2 separate regions of the Mus musculus genome follow, and region 1 is linked to region 2. A link is a contact called in public promoter capture Hi-C data. All regions are on one chromosome and are shown on one strand. Each heading gives the region's core, a stretch centred on a gene start, on an enhancer-like site or on the middle of the called end of the contact. The rest is flanking DNA. Distances are from core to core; before and after follow the strand shown. Region 1 holds the start of Acer2 (alkaline ceramidase 2). Region 2 holds the start of Plin2 (perilipin 2).

What was found. Capture Hi-C pulls out chosen DNA fragments and counts their contacts.
Region 1: a promoter capture Hi-C map of liver shows a contact between it and region 2. The contact joins the promoter of Acer2 here to the promoter of Plin2 in region 2. A contact is called at or near these places in 5 of 39 promoter capture datasets (the HPC-7 cell line, erythroid cells, liver and 2 more), 1 of 484 Hi-C or Micro-C datasets (B cells), 3 of 115 datasets of contacts at active chromatin or transcription factors (effector CD8 T cells, memory CD8 T cells and pancreatic cancer cells) and 2 of 9 other capture datasets (adipose tissue and liver).

The regions. Positions count from the first base shown.
Region 1 is chr4:86,870,202-86,877,726 of GRCm38.p6, forward strand. Acer2 (alkaline ceramidase 2) reads left to right here and starts at 4,213. Exons shown (of 6, transcript NM_139306.3): 1 at 4,213-4,395. The coding sequence starts at 4,288.
Region 2 is chr4:86,666,039-86,673,498 of GRCm38.p6, forward strand. It overlaps Plin2 (perilipin 2), which reads right to left and starts at 4,021. Exons shown (of 8, transcript NM_007408.3): 1 at 3,907-4,021; 2 at 2,612-2,667; 3 at 2,329-2,524. The coding sequence starts at 2,641.

The DNA.
Region 1 (7,525 bases), core at 2,963-5,462, 200 kb after region 2:
ACTCTAGAGAACCCTGACTAAAACAGAAGTTGGTACCAGGGTTTGGGGTATTGTTGTGATAGCCCTGACCATGCTTTTGTTTGGAAGAATATTTGGGGACTTTGGATTTGGAAAGTGAGTATTCTGTTAGCAGCCTTCAGATGTAGAACTCTCAGCTCCTCTTGCATCATGCCTGCCTGGATGCTGACATATTCCTGACTTGATAATAATGGGCTGAACTTCTGAACTTGTAAGCCAGTTCCAATTAATTGCTGTCCTTATAACAGTTGCCTCGGTCATGGTGTCTTATTCACAGCAGTAAAACTCTAAGACAGCAAACTCACCATAGAACTGAGAGCCAGGCTTTGTTCCTGTTGCTACACCCCCCCAACACACACACACACACACACACACACACACACACACACACACACACACACACAGTGAGAGAGAGAGAGAGAGAGAGAGAGAGAGAGAGCTTATAAGATTGAGTGTGAAACCATTGATTGCCGAAGCACCACAGTATTAGTAGAGCGCAACCTTAGATTAGAATCACTTACCTGACAATAGCTACTGATATTAAATGAGATCATTATAGTCATTGGGAAAGTGTTTTGATCGGAAAACAAAATGTAATAATCATTAGCAGACCCACACGGGTGTCACTGGAGAACTCTCTAACTTCAGTGTTCTCTGCAACTCATCCACAGCCAGTGACTCACACAGCATGTATGTAATAAGAAGGCGTTAAGAAGATGAAAGCATTAAGGCAGAAAATGCTGGGCTGGTATATTGATGACTTCAAGCTGAAATCACTCGAGGCTCTGTACTTTCATAAAGAGCCAGTCAGCCTTTCCCCTATATGTAGCAAGTCGTAAGAACTCTTTGAGGGATAGCTAGAAATGTAGAAGGGAGTGTGTCTAATATGCTTGAAGTCCTAGATTCTATCCCCAGCACGAAAGAAAGAAAGAAAGAAAGAAAGGAAGAAAGAAAGAAAAAGAAAGAAAGAAAGAAAGAAAGAAAGAAAGAAAGAAAGAAAGAAAGAAAGAAAGAAAAACAAAAAACAAGTAAAGGAGTTTTGGTGGGAGAAGGCTGTCCTATGTATGCCAACACTAGAAAATCCCTTAGAGCACTGAGTCTGGTGATGTGAACTCAAAGAAACTCTTTGCATAAGCTCCATCTTCTATTAGCACCTCCACCCTTCTGTCTCATACTTCTCTTAGTAGCAGCCCCTAGAGCAGTGGTCCCCAACCTTCCTAATGCTGTGACGTTTAATACAGTTCCTTATATTGTGGCAATCCCCAACCATAAAATTATTGTCATTGCTACATCATAACTATACTTTTGCTATGGGTATGAGTCTCCATGTAAATATCTGATATGCAGATGGTCTTAGGTGACCTCTGTGGAAGGGTCCTTAACTCTCAAAGGGTTGCAACCCACAGGTTGAGAATCGCAGCCCTAGATTCAATGTCCACTCCCTACATAAAGTTATTGCTCTTGGGCTGGGCATGGTGGCTTATGCCTTCAATTCCAGTACTGGAGGCAGATCACTGTAAGTTTAAGGACACCAGACCTTGTTGTTTTTTTTTTTTAATATTGTTACTCTAGTTTAATACAAAAATATCATTCTTTGAGCATTTCTTCAGGCTTCACCCTTGTGAAGACTCCTAGGCACATGTGAAATTAACAAAACTTTTATGTTTTTCTCTTGTCAACCAATCAGTTTTGTATTGATTGGAATCCTAAATCTAGCCAGAGACCCTACATAAGAACCAAGAAGATAAAAGAGCTTATTCTCTCTGACAGTGAAGGACTTTGATTTAAAACCTGAATTGTTTCTGACAATATGTGCTCCAGTAGAGTGCTGGAGAGATGACTCAGTGGTTAAAAGCACTGGCTGCTCTTCCAAAGGATTTAGGTTCAATTCCCAGCACCCACATGGCAGTTCATAACCATCTATAACTCCAGCTCCAGGGTCCCAATGCCCTCTTCTGGTCTCTATGGCTACTGCACACATGTAGTGAACAGGCAAACATGTAGGCAAACAAAACACCCATACACATAAAAATAAACAAAAAATTAAAAATATTGAGGACACTAGGGGCTGGAAAGAGATGAATCAGTGGTAAAGAGTTGCTGCCAGGCAATTGGGAAGAGCAGAATTCAGATCCCAGAACTCATGTAAGACACTGCTACATGTACAGTCATGCATCGGTGCATGGCTGTAACCCAGCTCCAAGGAGAACTGAAGCAGGATCAGTCCCGGGGTTCACTGGCTGCCAGCCTAGTTGAGGAAATGCAGACTCAAAGTTCAGGAAGAATCCTTGTCTAAAAGGTAAAGGCAGAGAGTGAGAGAGGCTATACCTGGCAGCTGCTTTTAGACTCTCTCTGCATGAATAGACTTGTATAGCATTCTCTATGAGTACCGCGCACACTCATACAGACACCTTTCCACAGGACTCAGTCTTTTTAAAAAGTACTGAGGACCCTGAATACCCTTTATTTATATGGGTCTATCATCAACATTTTTACAATACTAGGAATTTAAACTGGCATATCTAATGCCTATGAATGTGTAAATTCTATTAGGTGTCATATATCACACTGCAGCCTTTGGAATGCTACAATACACACTGATGAGAGAGAGGGAGAGGGAGAGGGAGAGGGAGAGGGAGAGGGAGAGGGAGAGGGAGAGGGAGAGGGAGAGGGAGAGGGAGAGGGAGAGAGAGAGACAGAGAGAGAGAGAGAGAACCTGGATGTGATGGTATGTGCCTATAAATTCTAACACTTTGGGGGCCAGCCTGGCTTGCATGAAACCCTGTTTCAAAAAAAAATCAAAAATAAAAATGTTGCAAATGATAAATAATGTTACAGTACTAACAAGAAACATTTTGATCACGTGGACCACAAATTCAGAAAATTGCCATACACAGTAACTGTTTTATATCATATTGGATAGATAGATAATGGATAGTTTTTCTTTCCAGGATTACAAGCTTGTGCCACTACACCCAGCTTATTTTTGCCTAAGCTATCGGGAGGAGAAAAATATGATCACATGAGAAAGCAGTTCTGCTGGACCAGCTGGTGTTGAATATACAACAGTGGGGGAGCCATTACTGTGCAGGGAGCCCTTATAGTGCATTTTTCGTTTGTGGCTCTGGCCTGCTCACTCCTGCTAGCCTGTAACTGACCCTAGAAGGAGGTCACAGTCTATGTTCTTCTTCTTGGGTTCCAGAAGACCTTCAGTAGAACCGGCTCTAGAGAAGGGAGAGGGGACAGAAGGTGGGATAATGAGGTCACAGGAGTGGTTTGGCCTGTAAGGAATAAAGCTGGATTTCGTAAACAGGAGGTGGAGACTGGCAGCTTCTGCCAGCCGTGGAGACAATGGCTGTGTGGGTGTCTGAGGAAGAGAAAGGTAGAAAGGTTAACAGAACCCGCTACCCAGGATGCCACCGGGGACACCTAATGAGTGACATATGAACGAACACTCTCTCAACAGTGCCCAGCTCATAATACTATATGTACTATATACAACTATGTATGTATTACGTTCTGTACTTGTGTGTTCTTACCTGCATCTTCTGTGGGTTGGGATGGCCGAAGGTTTCCCCAAGTCTTATGTTACCCATAAATGACTAAACATTCAGTACTACAGAAATGCTCTCCTGGTGTGGGTGGCCCAGGATGCTTGGCAGGGTCCAGAGAACCTGTTGCTACAGCCTTGAGAATCTTTTTATCCTAGCCAGCAACGAATTGGGTCTGGTAAAGCTGTTCTGCCTTCAAGAGGAACAAGAATATTCCTTAGGCGTGAGAATTGGTGTCCCTAGTGCAGTGAAGAAAATTGCTGCGAACTACCCCGGAGTCCAAAGAGGTCCGGGTCTCTGTGCGTTTTTCCGTACTTTACATTTTTACAAAGGGTAGGGGCCGTTTTGGCGTTCTTTACACAACCTGGACGCACGCGGACAAGAGCGACTCCGAAGACCTTTGCCACCAACCACGGTGGAACCGGAGAGTCCCGACTTCCACCCCAGCCCCGGTCCTACCCTTGGGGGTTCCCCAAGCCTGTCAGGTCCCGCCCCGGGTGGGCGTGGCCGCCGTGCTCCGGGACTCCGGGGGGCGGGGCTGGGGCGTGAGTGTCCCGGCGGTGGCAGGCGGGCACAGCCCGGCTTGGGAGGGCCGCGGGGAGGCGCCGTATCCGGAGGCTGTCCCGCACCGCATAAAGCCACAGACGCACAGTGTGCCTCGCAGCCGCTCGGGCCGGTCGCCGCTGCAGAGAAGCTGCTCCGATGCTCCAGAGCGGCCATGGGCGCCCCGCACTGGTGGGACCACCTGCGGGCTGGCAGTTCGGAGGTGGATTGGTGCGAGGACAACTACACTATCGTGCCTGCCATTGCCGAGTTCTACAACACGGTGCGGGACGCGGGGAGCGGCGGGGCAGGTGGGCGGAGGGAGGGAGCTATCCCCGTGTCTGTGGCGCCTGGAAGCAACCGTGGACGTCCGTGGCAGATTCACTCCACGCCCCCTTCTCCGGGCGCTTCTTCCAGCTCCATTTCTGCACTCCTCTCCGGTCCCTTTCCAGAGCTCCTCCAGCTCTTCCTGTCATTTTCTTCTTTATGGCTCTATTGTCTTGTTTGGCTCCTGTGCTCCGGGATCCAAGGGTCCGCATCAACCCATTTTTTCCAGTTTGGGTCATTTAGGGACGTGAGCTCACAGGGGCAGCTCCCTTTTTTCTGCCTAGGATCTTTGTGGCGTGACGCACCTGGGTCTCATTGTGCGTTTTTTTTTTTTTTTTTTTTTTTTTTTCCTCTGAGTACCTGTTTTGGGCTCCCTAGGAAAGGGGAGCCCTGGACATGTCCAGGGCTGGGTCCACTCTCACAAATCGGCAAGTCCTTTTCACTAAACTATGACAATGTTGATCTAATTATTTTCGTCCAGAATCAAGTAACTTCCTATGAGTTCTTTTTCTTGTTGCTTTTAGAGTCCAGTTTTGAGCCAGCTCCTAGTGGTGACTGTGAAGTCTAGGAGTGATAGCTGTGGGTTTTCTGGACTTGCCTAGGTCCCTAGATATGGACAAGCAGAAATTTACAGAATTCCTGGGATTTTGTTCTTTGCGAGAGGGAAGGATTGTCCCTAGGAGAGGAAATGTTTCTGCTTTTTCCCCCTGAACCCATCCATCCCTCAGGACTCTGGTATCCAATGTGACTTTGCATGGTCATTTTTCTGGCTTATCTTTTTTTGCTGTTCAAACAGAGAAAACAGGAACTCTTTGAGTCATTGTGAGTTTGAGATTGCTATTTAGGATTTTTTTTTTCCCCTTTCGGATTTCTGGAAAGAATGTTCTCAGCAAGAATCAAGCATTATTGCCTGGATAGACCCCTAGTCCCTTTTATGCCCCTGTCCTTTACTTTTGATCCCCCAACTCCCGTTTTTGTTCGTATTACTAGGCTATTGAGCAGTGAGCTGTCATGCCCATGTGCTGCTATGTCTGCGACTGACCCAGAATTCTCCACCGTGCCTTATCCAGGGCTTTTCCTCCACACCCACTTCTTAGTTGCTCAATGAAACCAGACCTTTGACATTCAGAGACATAGGGAAAGATCTAGTTAGTGAAAGTGGCCACATGTTCCCTATTATCCAACCTGGTGGGGTATTTATGATGCTCTCTACATAGACAGGCACCATCAGAAGAGGCCGGAGCAGGGCAGCTGGGGTAGCTGAGAAGATCCACCAGCAGTATCAAGTGGAGAACCGCTGAGAAACGCTAAAGGTTTCACTAGAGTCAAGGAATGACAGGCTGGATCATTCACCCCCTGGCACTCTCCTGTGGAGTGTGAGAGCTCTCAGCCAGGGTTAGCCCCAGTCATAAAGTCCCCCAAAGCTCATGCATAGTTGCTCTGAGCCAGCCTTGAAAAGCCCCCAGGGAGAATATTCTTTCCCTTTCCTTCTTCCCTCATCCTCGTTCCCCTCCCTTCTACCGCCTCCTCTTAACTTTTCTCTTTCTGACAAGGGTCTTCCTGTCTAGCCCAGGCTGGGATTAAACTTGAGGTCCTCCTATCTTGGCTTTTCAAACAGCCTGTGCATCTGGCTGCCTCTTTGTTTCAGTTTAATCCCACTGGAACTGTGTGCACCGAGCACAAAACTCTGCTGTGTAAAAGAGCCGTAGTGTTTGTGGCTGCTTGAGCTAGCCCATCTACCTGGTAAACTTTTTCTTTGGGATTAATAAGCCACCACATTTTCTCTGGAATATGGAGGAGGGTCACAGAGAAATAGCCTGTCAGCTGGGTGGTGAGCATAAGCCCCCCCAAACCCGTTTCCTCTCACTGTGGCTCTGCAGACCTGCTGATGCTACTACAGAACTTTCCTGGGCCTTTCTCTCTTATGCTCAGAGAAGGTCAATGAGTTGTTGATGATACACATCTCCTAGAGTCCTCATAACAGATAGCAGGTTTCATTATTCATTTGCTAATTTGTTTTGAGACAGGGTCTCACACCATGTATCTCTGGCTGGCCTGGCTCTCACTATGTAGACCAGGCTGGCCTCGAATTCACAGAGGTCTGCCTGCCTCTGCCTCCAGAGTGCTAAGATTAAAGGCATGCACAACCTTGCTCATCTCATTGACGACAGGGTCTCCTTATCTTCCAGGCTGGACCTGAACTCACTTTGTATGTATGTAGTATGTAGCCCATACTGCCCTCAAAGGCACCAAGAGCCATAACACTGGGATTTCAGTGTGTACTACCATGCCTGGCTTGATTACCTATGTTGTAAGACACTGATAATTATTATCAATTTTGAGAAAAAAGTTAGAGTTGAGAAAAAAGTAAAACAATTAACAATTAGAGCAGGAGAATAGTGGGGGCGGGATCTAGAATCTTCTTTATGAGTCTTGCAGGGTAAGAGGGGGTTACTACAACTTCAGTAACTACTGGCTACACTTGGCTGTTTGCTGTGTCTTGCAGACATTGGGTACTTGACCATCATTTGCCATGTGTTCATTAGATAAAGGAGGGCAACAGGACCATTCAGTTTATATTACTTGCCAAACTCAAGGAAATGACAGAGATAGAGTTAGGACTTATCCTTTTTGACTCTGCCAAGAGTTCTCTTGTAACTGTAAGCATCCAATATTTGTGTGCCTAGCATAATATATACTGTGCTTAACTTAAAATACCTATACTGGAACTTTCTTTTTTTTTTCAGAATAACACACATTTGCTTAATTAAAAACAAAAACAGGGCTGGGTGTGGTGGCACACGCCTTTAATTCCAGTACTTGGGAGGCAGAGGCAGGTGGATTTCTGAGTTCGAGGCCAGCCTGGTCTACAAAGTGAGTTCCGTTCCAGGACAGCCAGGGCTATACAGAGAAACCCTGTCTCGAAAAACCAAAAAACAAAAACAGGGGCTGGAGAGATGGCTCAGCGGTTAAGAGCACTGACTGCTCTTCCAAAGGTTCTGAGTTCAAATTCCAGCAACCACATGGTGGCTCACAATCCGTAATGAGATCTGACGCCTTCTTCTGGTGTGTCTGAAGACAGCTAC
Region 2 (7,460 bases), core at 2,771-5,270:
GTAGGGCCACCCCTGACGTGGTCCTGGGTTCTATAAGCAAGCCGAGCAAGCCATGAGAATCAAGCCAGTTAAGCAGCACTCTCCCATGGCCTCAGAGTCAGCTTCTGCCTCCAGGTTCCTACCAGTTTGAGTTCCTGTCTTGGCTTCCCTTAATGGACTATGTATGATTCAGAATATGTAAGCCAAATAAAGCTTTTGCTCCTCCAATTGCTTTTGGATTTATGATGTCTCATCACAGCAATAGTAGCCCTAAGACAAATATGTTCTACCCACACTATGTGATATTATTCCTCCATAAAAAGGAATTAAATACAGATATAACATGAGCATCTGTGTGGCTATGAAGTACATACAATGCTGTGTCACGGAGAAATCCTGAAAACCTCTATGCTAAGTAAAAGAAGCCTGTTGCAGAAGATCTTATTTTATGACTCTGATTGTACCAAAGGCCAGAAATTATCTTATATAAAAATAGGTTAAAGAGCAACCTGAGGGGATGGAAGGAAGTGGGCCTGACTACTCCTGAAAACGAGCTTGTTCTCACTGTTTGCAGTTCTGGGGATTGAATCCAGGGTCTCATACATGCCAGGAAAGCACCCTTCCAGTGAGGTATAGCCATTTTTAACATAAGTAGATTAACTGTACAATGCGTTTTCTTATCTCAATAATGTTAATATTAAAAATTAAAAGTTTTGAGGGGGTTGAGAGGGGGAACAAAAGAAAAATAAAATTAAATTAAAAGTTTTAGGCTGATGATGTAGATCAGCAAAGTTCTATCCCCAGTACTGTATAAGCCAGGCACGTTGGCTTAGGTCTGTAATCCTAGCCATTTGAGAGGCTAAGCCAGGGGGATATCCCTGAGGACAAAGTTACATAGTGAGTTTGCGGGTCAGGCCAGCATGAGCTACAATGCGCAACCTTGTCTCAAAAAGAAAAGTTTGGGGGCTGGAGAGATGGCTCAGTGGTTAAGAGCACTGACTGCTCTTCCGAAGGGCCTGAGTTCAATTCCCAGCAACCACATGGTGGCTCACAACCATCTGTAATGAGATCTGACTCCCACTTCTTGAGTGTCTGAAGACAGCTACAGTATGCTCCTTGTCTTAGTCAGGGTTTCTATTCCTGCACAAAAATCATGACCAAGAAACAAGTTGGGGAGGAAAGGGTTTATTCGGCTTACACATCCATACTGCTGTTCATCACCAAGGAAGCCAGGACTGGAACTCAAGCGGGTCAGGAAGCAGGAGCTGATGCAGAGGCCATGGAGGGATGTTCCTTACTGGCTTGCTTCCCCTGGCTTGCTCAGCCTGCTCTCTTATAGAACCCAAGACTATCAGCCCAGAGATGGTCCCACCCACAAGGGGCCTTTCACCCTTGATCACTAATTGAGAAAATGCCTTAGAGTTGGATCTCATGGAGGCATTTCCTCAACTGAAGCTCCTTTCTCTGTGATAACCCCAGCTGTGTCAAGTTGACACAAAACTAGCCAGTACACTCCTATAATAAATAATTAAATCTAAAAAAGAAAAAAGAAAAAAAAGAAAAGTTTGGGCGGGGAGCTAATTCAGTGGTAAGGGAGCTCAATACCCAGCCTGAGGACCTGAATTAGATCTGGTATTCTCTGAGCATTGGCACGGCATGCATCTACACACAAATGCATACACACATGCAGACACAAAATGTAAACACAAATGTAATCAAATTTTGTTTTTTCAATCTGCACACGCTGTATGAGAAAGCTAACTCAGGAAACCCCCTTGGATGATGCCTTTGTAATTTCAGTTATTAACACAAAAGTGTTTTGGAAATTTACTTTTTCTTTTCTTTTTGGTTTGTTGTCTTGTCTTGAGACACGTTCTCACTATATAGCTCTGACTAGCCTGGATTTTGTTAGGTAGACTAAAGTGGGCTTGAACACAAAGATCTGCCTGCCTAATTGGACTAACGGCACACACCCTCGAGTATAGGGTTGTTGTTGTTGTTTGTTTGTTTGTTTGTTTGTTTTTCCTTTTTGAGACACTGTCTCATACAGCCCAGGCAGCCTGCAGTTCACTATGTAGCCATGGTCTGCCTTCAACTGACACCTCTTCACCTCCCTTCAAAGTGCTGGGGTGTGAGCACCACGCCTGGCTGGGAAGTTTCTATTAGAGTAATAAGAGTGAGCACCGGTATGGCTGTGAAGAGCCCATCCGTGTGAAGGAAGGTCAGCAGACAGTTTCTGGGTAGAGGAGGGATTGTGCTTCAGGAAGGCCTGGGGGATCCCTGGTGTGACTTAGCACTCACCCTACCCAGTCCCTTGGGCTCAGTGTTGACCGCAGAATCTAGACTCACTTTGTGGCTCCAGCTTCTGGATGATGGGCAGGGCACTTGTCATGGCCGCAGAGGTCACGGTCTTCACGCCCTTCTCGGCCATCTCACACACGGATCTCAAATACGGGTACTGATCCTTTGTACTGACATAAGCGGAGGACACAAGGTCGTAGGTAGAGCTCACCAAGGGCAGGTTGGCCACTCTCATCACCACGCTCTGCAAACACGGAGGAGTGGATAGTAATGACTCAAATCACAAGAAAGGAAAAAGGACCAAGAAACGAATACTTAAAAAAAATCATACCTGTTGCGGATCCACTACTGCTGCTGCCATTTTTTCCTCCTGGAGAAAAGAGACGCCTGGAGAGAAAAGAAACTGGTTTCAGAACATTGAGGACCAATTCCTGTCCCAACCTAGGCAGGCCCACAATTCCAGCATAGACAGTTTCAGTTCCCCAACCCCACCCCTCTAGTTCAGAGCCCTTTTCAAGGCCAACAACCTGACTGGAGGCTCCAGGGCTGTTTACACACTTTCAATAGGAAAGAGTAGTCATTGTCCTGTCTCTTAAATGGGACACTAGAAATGCCTCTGAAATGCCTGTTCTCAAAAATGCTAACCCAAAAGGCAGAAAATTCCATTTAAACAGAAGACATCTTAGATTCCCCCAAACACCTGCCCTTAATTAGTTAATGGATTTATTTCTGTAGGCTTTCTGAGACAGTATTTCTCTTTGTAACAGTCCTGGCTAGCCAGGTTGGCCTGGAACTCACCAGACCTACCTGCCTTTGCCTCCCAAGTGCTAGAATTAAAGATGGCCCTTGCTATACTTAGTCTCTGCCTGTCTAAAGCCCAGGCTGACTCTCTCTACTCTACTTCACTAGTGTTGGTATTAGGTACAGGCCACCATGCCGGGCTCTCAGCATCAGGACTATCAAACTGATACTTGAGGGTGTTTACCACTCTTGTGAACAAGATTGAAACCAGCAGTGGCTGCCTTAATGCTGACTGAGCTCAAGAAAGTCACTCCAGGGAACTGTAAAATCTCCTATCCCCAGTGACCCACACCCACATGAAACTGCCTTCTGCCCAGCAACAGAACCTGTCTAGACTGCTCTGCCTCCAATCCAAAGTCCCAGTTCCTTAGGAAGAACTGTCCAGAAAGCAGAAGCTTCGAGCAGTATCTATACCAAGGAGCAGCCCATAAAATATCTCCTTCCGTTTTCCAAGGGTGAGGTGGGGCTGAGGCAGAGGAGGAGCAAGAGTTTCAGCCCAGCTTGGACCATAGAGAGCCTGCGGGCAGCCAGTGCTGCCTAGTGGGACACTAAAGGAAACCCAGACAATTCTCACTATGCACCTTATAAGTTCTTCTGTGAGGTGTTTCCATTTAAATAAAACCTCGACCGGACAAATGCAAGTTGCTCTACCACAGAAGGACGTGCAAACAGAAAGGAAAACTCTAGAACAAAAGCGAGAGCTTTCCCAACCAGCCCGGGGCTGCTCCCTCCCCCCTCCTCCCCCACCGACCCATTGCTGCAGTTCCGAGCCCAGTGCAGGCAGAGCAGCAGCGGCCTGAGGGCCAGATCTGGTGCAGGACCTACCTAACAGGAGAGCTGAGGGACGAGCAAGTCCGCACGGTCCAGATCACCACACAGCAAAGCGGCCAGAACGACTGTTAAAATATCGCTTGACTGCCCCGCCCAAGCCTCCGAGCCACGTGATAGCCCAGCTGCCTGGGGCCGCTGAACCCTGTGCTGGGCTGGACTGGGACTCTGGGGCCACTCATTGGGGATGAGGGCGTGGGAACCCCAACCTGGTGCCACAATATCGGGGGCCTCCTTGGTTTCCTGAGCCCAGTGCCCTGAGATCCCAGATCAGTACAAGAAGAGCAGGAGCCAGCCGGGGCGAGGCCTTCTGCTGTCTGACTTAGGTCAGGGGTCCTGAAAGCTGCATTGCAAAGATGCAGGGCGTCTTGGGGTTTTGGAAAATGCAGACAAATTAACCAGAGTCTTCAGAAAAGACCACTTCAAAACTGGAAGTTCGGGTTCTAACCTTTTACTTTAAGTCAAGAAAGTTACAAAGATGTGTGGAATTCCAACACGTTAATGACCTGTAGGGACTTCTGGTTTACTGCTCTATGGATGTAAACAATTCATCCATGGGATGTGGCGGCTCTGGTCTGTAATCCCCAGCCAGCACTAGGGAAATTGCGGCAGGAGGATTGTTGTGAGTTCTAGGCCAGAAAAAATACCGTTCTCAAAGAGAGACAACTTATCAAAAGCTTCTAATTAAAAGGTTGATCTGAATTTCCACAAGCAAAGCTTGAGCCTCTCTTCTGTGTTTTCTTTAGTAAAACAATTCCAAATTGCTCCTTAGTGATATCAGCCAACAACTAAGGAAGATGGCCAACTTTATCGTGACTTATGCAATATTTTTAAGTGGTCTGAATCATTTTTTAATCCTTGTCGAGAGGGCAGGGACGTGAACTGGGTTATTTGATCTTGAAAGTTGTACAGCCATCTGGAGTCATAAGGGTTCAGGGAATTTCTTTCCTGGAAAAAGATACAGGTGCAGGCCTTCTAGTTCCTTGCAAGGGAAACTAGAAGGAACAGTTGAAGATAGGAAGGAAGCTCTTGTGCCCTAGCTACATAGATCCCCTGTCACCAGAATATGTAATAAGAGCAACAGCAACAGTGCTGGGCCCTACTAACCGGGGCTTGTGGAAGGTGCCTTTGGAGCTATGGAATTTGAACTCTGGGCAGCACTCACCTCCACGTCAATCATTTCCCCAAAGTTGCATACACACAAGCGCTGCTTACTTTTTCAAAGGTCCAAAGAGCCAAACTGGCTTCATTAATATGTGTGCCTGAATCAATCCATTGCAGGCACTGGAAGACACCACCGTATAATTATAAAGGAAAAAGAAAAAGAAGAAATGTCTGGAAGTCCAAAGATGCTCTGGATGTTTTTATTAAAGATTGTGTTTTACATGCGTATGCATGTATGTATGTATGTATGTATGTATGTATGTATGTATGCCACATCTGTGCAGATGTCATCTGAGACCTTTTAGAAAAGGACATTGGATTGCTAGGAGCTGAAGTTTAGCTGATTGTGAGCCAAAGCACTCAGGAGACTGAGACAGGAGGATTACAGGTTTGAGACTAGGTTGAGCTACATAGTGAATACCAAACCAGGCAGGCTACACAGCAAGACACTGACCCCACCAAACCAAACCAAACCAAACCACCCCACAATTCTCCTTCTGATAGTGATGATGATGTAAAAATGAGAACAATCAACTACATCCTTTTTTTAAATTTAATTTTATTTTTTGGTATTATTCTAAGTCAGAGGTTCTCAACCTGTGGGTCATGGCTCAGGAGTCTAACAACCCTTTCACAGGGGCCGCCTAAGACTATCTGCATAGCAGATATTTACATTTCGGTTCATAACAGTAGCAAAATTACAGCTAAGAAGTAGCAACAAAATAATGATACAGTTGGAGGTCACCACAGCTGTTTTAAAGGGTGACAGCAATAGGAAGGTTGAGAACCACTGCTCTAAGCAAATATTTGATCTGTCCACCGCTTGTTACTCCCCTCCCCCACATTCTAATGACGGCTCTCCAACATGACCTCTTTCTTTGCCCTTTCACCTACAAAAGGCCTCTTTTTTACATTTCAAGCCAGTGAGTCACTTCCTCTTGTTAAAGATGTGCAATTTTTCTTCTGTTTTTGTCTGCCAGGGAAGAAGGAGGCCCCTGGGGGATCATCTGGGATCAGAGTATTCTAACCTGCGAAGGTTGGACCACATCAAATTAATCTGTTTCTATTTCACTTTCACCAGTGTGAGAACTTGAGAAGAAGACTTACTAAGAAAAATTAGGATGACTCCTGAGAGTCGGAGGGCCTTCAAGTTGTCTTTCTTTTTTTCTCTTGAGACAAACTCTCACTCTGTAGCCCAGGCTGGCTTTAAACGCATCATGGAGCCCAGGCTGACTTCAAACTTGCAGTGATCCTCCTGCCGCAGCTTCTTGAGTATTATGAATACTGGCGTGAGCTATGCCCAGAAAAAGCTATTTTTATAAAATGAGCTCTCATGGTGTGTTCTAGGACAGCAGAGTCACCTGATCAGAGAGTTCTGCCTTCCTAGTCCAGATCTACTGAGACGGGATCTGAGGGGATTAGTCGGACATTACAGCAGCATGGAGCCTTGCTGGCGTGGAATTACTACGACCTTTTTATAAAGAAACCGCCTCGGGGAAGTCACCTGATCTGCCATAGTCTAAAGACCAAGCAGCAACTTGACCAAGATTAGATCCCAAGGCGATGATGGCCTGAGCTGGTTGCTTAACTTGTTTTTGCCTTGGCTTTCTCACCTGTGAAATGGAGATAACACTGCTTCCTGGTCTAGATAAAGTCATTTGGCTATTCCTTCTATTAGTCTTTTGTCTGTCTGATGTTTCTTTATTTTCTTTCTTCTTTCTTTCTTATTTTAAAGTCAGGGAATCACTGTGTAGCCTAGGCAACCCTCATATTCATTGTGTAGTTTAGGTTGGCCCTGATCCTCCTCTTTACTTCTTAAATGCTGGGATTGCAGGCATGTGATTAGGATTACAGTCACATATCACCACGCCTCTCTAAACTCTGCCTTTACATGGTAAGAATAAGGGGATGGCAAGATGGCTCAGTGGGTGATAGTGCTTTCTGTGCCAGCCTGAGGGCCTGAGTTTACATCACAGCACCCACATAAAAAAGCCAAATGTGGTTGGCCAGCATTGAGAGAAGGAGAAGGCAGGAGAATAACCGGGGTTTGCTGGATTCCAGCCTAGCTTCAGGTTCAGTGAGAGATCTGTCTCAAAGGACCAAGAGGGGAAATGACATTGAAGAACACCCTATCTCCTCCACCTGTGTGTACGTGACCTGCACATTCCTAAGCATGCTTAGCACACACACAAGCACACACACATACAAAGGAAGGGTAGAGAGCACTGGGAGAGATGGCACACACCTGGCATCACAGCACTAGGGAACCTGAGAAAGAGGACTGCCAGGAGTTCAGGACTCCTAGTGAGTTCCAGGCAACCTGGACTACACAGCAAGATACTCTTTAAAGAGATGGGAGTCTGTGTTCGGAAGCTAGAAGGGCTTGC